Regions from separate parts of the Ovis aries genome. Here region 1 is linked to region 2. The links are chromatin contacts, called in public Hi-C maps. All regions are on one chromosome and are shown on one strand. The core of a region is the stretch at or near the end of the contact, and the rest is flanking DNA. Distances in the headings are between cores, read along the strand shown. Region 1 holds the start of SEC14L5 (SEC14 like lipid binding 5). Region 2 overlaps PPL (periplakin).

The links. Hi-C and Micro-C count contacts between places; a contact is called where the count stands out from the background.
Region 1: a contact with region 2 is called in a Hi-C map of liver, with 5 times the contacts expected there. The contact joins the promoter of SEC14L5 here to the enhancer-like site in region 2. A contact is called at or near these places in 2 of 16 Hi-C or Micro-C datasets (liver and mixed tissues).

What each region holds. Positions count from the first base shown.
Region 1 is chr24:4,584,755-4,587,859 of ARS-UI_Ramb_v3.0, forward strand. SEC14L5 (SEC14 like lipid binding 5) reads left to right here and starts at 1,853. Exons shown (of 16, transcript XM_042239950.2): 1 at 1,853-2,119; 2 at 2,761-2,875. The coding sequence starts at 2,813.
Region 2 is chr24:4,537,659-4,540,498 of ARS-UI_Ramb_v3.0, forward strand. All of the region lies in intron 2 of PPL (periplakin), which reads right to left. Among named protein-coding and RNA genes, the nearest start is that of PPL, 27 kb to the right of the region's middle. Within about 2 kb of position 1,498, at least 5 of the 54 cell types and tissues checked have an H3K27ac peak or open chromatin away from gene starts, as enhancers often do. A contact at or near this core is called in liver, where this site is marked.

The sequences.
Region 1 (3,105 bases), core at 603-3,102, 47 kb after region 2:
GGCTCCCATCTCCCCCGGACCGGTCCCCTTCGTGGCGACTCCAGGAGCCATGGACTGTGCTGCCATCTTGTGGCAGGCATGGGACCCGGGGCGCTCCTTTCCCATTCCGGATTGTTCAGTCGCTCATTCGCGTCCCACTCTTCCGGACCCCATGGACGGCAGCTCACTAGGAGTCCTCGTTCTTCACCATCGACAGAGCTTGCTCAAACTCATGCCCATCGAGTCGGTGATGCCATCCAACCATCTCATACTCTGTCGTCCCCTTCTCCTCCTGCCTTCAATTTTCCCCAGCATCAAGGTCTTTTCTAATGAGTTGGCTCTTTGCATCAGGTGGTCAGTGGATTGGAGCTTCAGCTTCACTGTCCTTGAAAACCGTAACCAAGAAAACGCACGGCACCAGTGTGCCAGGTCCCCAGTAAGATCCCGTGGACGTTGGGCACGTGAATAAGATAGATAAGGTCTCTGCCCTTGTGGAGCTCACAGTCTCCTGGGTCAGAGCTACAAAGAGATAAAATGAATAAGTAAATAAGATGATTACAGAGTGTGACGCAAGATAGGAAGGAAGCTAGGGGCTGATTATCACAAAGGGCAACGATACGTTTGCTAAATAGAGCGCTGTCTCTCAGTACACCCTCTCCCTGCCTAGGACTCTGGGTCATGCAGGAGCAGGTGAGCCTGTCCGATTCCCTCTTGCAAATGGATAAAGTCACAGTGCTGGCACACAGTAGGTGCTCAGTACCTGTCAAATGAATGAATACACGGATGACAAGGCTGTCTAGAGCCAGCCTCTTGGCTCCCCCAAGCCAAACAGAGAGGGAGAGGAAGGGGGGAACTATGGAAGGATGCTGGGTCTCCTGCATCCTGCAAAGGCCAGAAGGGTTTGCGTGCGAGCCAAAATGAAAATGAATGATGGCTTCACTCTACCAGTCCACCGTGTGTTAAATTGTACCCTCACTCTGCTGGCTCCTTGAATCCCTTCCCTGGTTATTTTTTTCACGTTGGCATTTCCCCCCATCACACACAGTGTTGTATTTGTCTTATTTATTTAATGTCTCTCTCCCTCTCAGGTGGCAGTAGCAGTAAAGAACCCGCCTGCCAATGCAGGAGACATAAGAGAGGCGGGTTCGATCCCTGGGTCAGGAAGACTCCCTGAATGAGGAAAAACAGCACTCTACCGCAGTATTTCTTGCCTGGAGAATCCCATGGACAGAGGAGCCTGGTGGGCTACAGTGCATGGAGTGCAGAGTTGGTCACGACTGAAGCGACTTAGCATGCACACGCACACACTCCCTCACTGAGAGGTAAACTCCACGAGGGCGAGGACTTTTTACCTGTTTTGTTCACTGAGAACTCTCCAGCGCCTGGCAAGTCCTGACACTCAGCAGGCGCTCTGTAAAGCGGGCAAAGTGAATGAAAGATCCCCGGCGGGGTCAGGAGGGCTCTGGGGTGTGGCTAGTGGAGGGACTGGGCTCAGAGCCCAGGAGGAGGGGGTTGCCCGTTAGGGAACTGGCCAAACGTGAACTGAGCCGGGGCAAGCCGGGCTGGGAGGGGCAAGGGTTAGACTGGGGGCAGAGTGAGACTGGGGTTAGAGCCTTGGGGCGGGGTCTCCTTGGGGCTGAGCCACCCCCGAGGCTGGGTGCTTTAGGGGCGGGACCCGGTGGAGGCGGGGTCTGCAAGAGGCGTGGCCAGTATGGAGGCAGGGCCGAGGTGGAGGCGCGGTTAAAGAAGGCTGTGTAAAGTGAAGGGCGGAGCTAAGACGGGGTGGAGCCAGTTTGGGGCGGGGCCTGTCCGGAGGTAAATCTGGGCGGGGCCGGGGCAGAGTCGGGGGGTGGGGCGGGGGTGGGGCGGGGGTGGAGCCAGGCCAGGCTGGGATCTTCGCTGTCCTGGGTCCTGGAGCGCTCCCGCCCAGCCGTCCCCTCCCAGACCAACTCGGAGGGTGCAGGATGTGCAAGACCCGACAGCCCGGGATCAGCGATCGCTGGCTCGGACTTCTCTGGCGATCGCGGTGCTGCGCCCCGCCCTAAGTGCTGCGCTCTGGGCCAGGAGGCCACGGAGGACTCCCGCGGGCTCAGCTTCGCTCAGCCCTGGGTCTACGTCCCCGGAGACTCCGAGGGCGAGGGTGAGTTGGACTTTTGGGGGGCTTGGGTGTGCATGCGTGCGTGCGTTTGCATCTGTGTGTGTGCATGTGTGTCAATGTCTGTGCGCATCTAGGGAACTGTGCTTGCAGAGCTGGGTGTGTGTGCAAAGTTGAGTTCGTGTGCAAGGGCTCTCTCGTGTGGGAGGGGAGTCGTGCATGTGTGTGCTTGTGTGGCAGAGCCAGTGCGTGGGAAATCTGGTGAAGACTGTGTGTGTATGTTAGGGGATCTTGGAGGAAAATGGGAGCGCAAGTGCAATGATTCTTGCGGGGTGCATGGGCGAATGAATCGTGGGGGTGTTTCCAGCAGGGTGGCTTTATGGGAGTTTACTGGCTCCCAGCATGACGGGGCGAGAAGGGAGGAAAGTTTGGGGGATACTGATTGCTCTTGAGGATCGAGTGTGGTCTGGGGAATTGGGTAATGGGCGGGGCAAGTGCTGGGGGTCTGGCTGGAAGTAACTTGGGGCTCACACTGGCCCCCTTGCTTTGAGAGCTGGGGAGATGTGTGTGTGTGTTGGGGGGGGCGTCCAGAGGGGTAGTGGGCCTGCCCCTGGCCAGGGGGAGCTGAGGCCGGGGCTCCTGCTTCAGCTGGAGGGAGCTGCTCCCTCACCATCGCCCTCACCCAGGCTCTGCGCCCACTCCCGCCTGGCCGGCTCCTGCCGCTGGTCCTTTGAAAACATGGTGCAGAAGTACCAGTCTCCTGTCCGTGTCTACAAGCATCCATTCGAGCTGGTCATGGTGGTGAGTGACCCCTGACTCTGGGGCCCCTTGTGTGACAGTCAGAGGGCCCCAAGAGGTCAGCCATGATGGGAAGGAGAAGGAAACCCCAAACCCCTAGATCAGAAGGAATTAACGAGCTACTCTGCTGACCCGATGGGTCCAGCTTCTAACCAGGACCCCTCTGCCATCCCATCTTTTGCCACAACTTCTAGGAGCCTTGCACACTGAGCAAGACAAGGTCTTCCTTTTCC
Region 2 (2,840 bases), core at 248-2,747:
CATGGCCCATCCAGCCCAGGAAGGAGGGCAGCGTGTGTGCGCGCTCAGTCGTGTCCGACTCTCTGCAGCCCCGTGGACTGCAGCCCGCCAGGCTCCTCTGTCCGTGAGATTTTCCAGGCCAGAACACTGGAGTGGGTTGCCACTTCCTCCTCCAGGGGATCTTCCCGACCCAGGCATAGAACCTGCAGCTCTTGCATCTCTTGCACTGGCAGGCAGATTCTTTACCACTGTGCCACCAAGGGAGGAGGGAGACCCCCAGAAAGGCCTGTCAACAAATAAACCTCAGGAACCCCCTAGCAGTCCAGTGGTTAGGACCCCACATTTCCACTGCAGGGGGAGATGGGTTCGCTCCCTGGTCAGGGAACAAAGATGACAAAGTTTGCACAGGTCGGCGTTTACCAAGGAAGCCCAGCAGGGGTGGAACGTGGGGCCCTGCTTGAGCTCGGGCTCTGGGATTCAAGGAGGCCCCTGAGGCAGTGACGCAGGCTAAGAATGAAGGAAGAGGGGGAAGAGAGCTGGAGGCAGAGGGAGTGGCCTGTGTGCAGGTCCTGTGGCAGGAAATGATGGCTGGAAGGACGGTCAGGGGAAGAAGCTGGGGGTGGGACAGGGCACGGTGCCACCCATCCTTAAAGGTGACTCCTCCAGGGGCTCCTCAGGGGAGAGGGTCCAAGCTAGGGGCACGGTCAGGTGTTATGACAAGGCCCAGGAGAGAGCTGAGGGTGGCCTGTACTGGGGTGTTGCCAGCGAAACGGCGAGAATAAGCAGAGTGGGTGGACGTCTGGAAGGTACAATTGCTCAGTCAATGATGAGTCCAGTTGTTGCTGTTCAGCCGCTAAGTCATGTCTGACTCTTTGCAATCCCATGGACTGCAGCATGCCAGGCTTCCCTGTCCTTGACTATCTTCTGGAGTCTGCTCGTGTCCATTGAGTCAGTGATGTTATCTAACCATCTCATCCTCAGCCACCCCCTTCTCCTTTTGCCCTCAATCTTTCCCAGCATCAGGGTCTTTTCCAAAGAGCTGGCTCTTTTCGTCAGATGGCCAAAGGATTAGAGCTTCAGCATCAACCCTTCCACGAATATTCAGGGTTGATGAGCCCAGGGTCTCTGATAATTTAGGGAAGAATGATGAACTGGCAGAGGGAACAGCAGGTTAAACACAGCCTGTTAATCCACTTAGTAGACTTTCATGGAGCGAGATGGGCTCTGAGCCAGGCCTGTTGTGGTGGAGCGGAGGGGGTACGAGTCAGAGACTGGACTGAGCACAGGTGGGGCGGGGGGTCACATAAGGGACCTCGTAGGCCCGTTTGCTACCCCCAGCTGGGGGTCAGTGTCCCCATCTCTGCAATGGCAGTAAGAGAAACCCATGTTTCAGCAGAGGCAGCCAAGAGACCAGGGAATTGTCCCTCAGCCGCCTGAAGATGGGAGTACAGATGGGGATGAGCTCAAAACCAGCAAGTGAGAGGAGCCAGGCACTGAAGGCCACGCCCCTTGGGACTGCCCCAAGTCGGCAGATCCATAAAAGAGGCCAGATGGGAGCAGGAATCCACAGTCAATGGACCTCGGGGAGCTTATAAAGGGATTACAGGTTTGGAAACTGACCTGTGGAAATGGCTGCACCCCTCGGTGACGTTACTAAAAAAATCACTGCACTGTGTGCTCGAAGAGGGTGCATTTTCTGATCTGTAAAACCCGCCTCAATAAAGCTGTTAAAAAAAAGAAAAAGCACAAAAGGGAGGAACGGAAAAAGGAAAAAGAAGTGAACGGAGGTGGTATGGTGCCTGGTATAGTGTAAAATGACTCAGCTTCCTCTTGGAGGAAGAGAGGGTATCCAGCCCACATTCCAGGTCTTTCCTGGGCCAACTCTGGGAGGGCTGGGCAGCGACGGGTGGGGGCAGCTCCCTAAGGGGCTTTGGGGGTGAGACACCTGTGGCAGAAGGCCAAAGTCGCTGGACCATTGCCCCACTGCAGGTAGGTCTGGCTGGTTAAAAAGTTACAACATCATGGTTCTTGGCTTGGGTGGAATTTTATCGGTTCCATCATCACCAGTTGATCTGAAGCTCTGCTGGGCAATTACCATGTCAAAGATTAATTTTGCAAAAGGAGGAAGTAAATTAATCATCTCCTAATTCCCACAGGTGCAGGGACTCTGTGGGAATGCAAAACGTGTCCAGCCAAAATGAGAGAGAATATCCAGCCAAAAGATGCCACGAGGGAGTTCAAGAGTCCACAGTCGGGCAAGACTGATCAATGAGGACAGGTCAGCGCTGTGGTTACCTCGGGGGTGGGGGGTGACATTGATTGTGAAGGTCCCCCAGGACCTTTCGGGAAACGTCCTTTGATTTGACCTGAGTAAAGGTTCCATGGGTACCGATTGATGCGAAAACTCACAAGCGTGAAATCTTAAAATTTGGACACTTACCACAGACAAGTTTTTTTAAGTACACAAAAAAAGTCATAGGGACCGACATATCCTGTAAATTTTGCCCACACTGACGGACAGATAATCAATAAAGCAAATCCCGGAGATGGTTACTGGTAGGATCTGTGTGGTGAGGTTACAGGTGTTCTCCAACCCCTCCGGCTTTTCTGGCATTTAAAAATTGGGATAGGTACAAAAAGACTCCTGGAGTGGGTTGCCATGTCCTTCTCCAGGGGATCTTCCCAGTCCAGGGGTCAAACCAGGGTTTCCCGCATTGCAGCCAGATTCTTTACTGTGTGAGCCACCAGGGCAGCCCCAGGAATACTAGACAGGGCTGGCATTCCCTTCTCCAGGGGATCTTCCAGACCCAGGGATTGAACTGGGGTTTCCTGCATTGTGGGCAGATTGTTTACCATCTGAG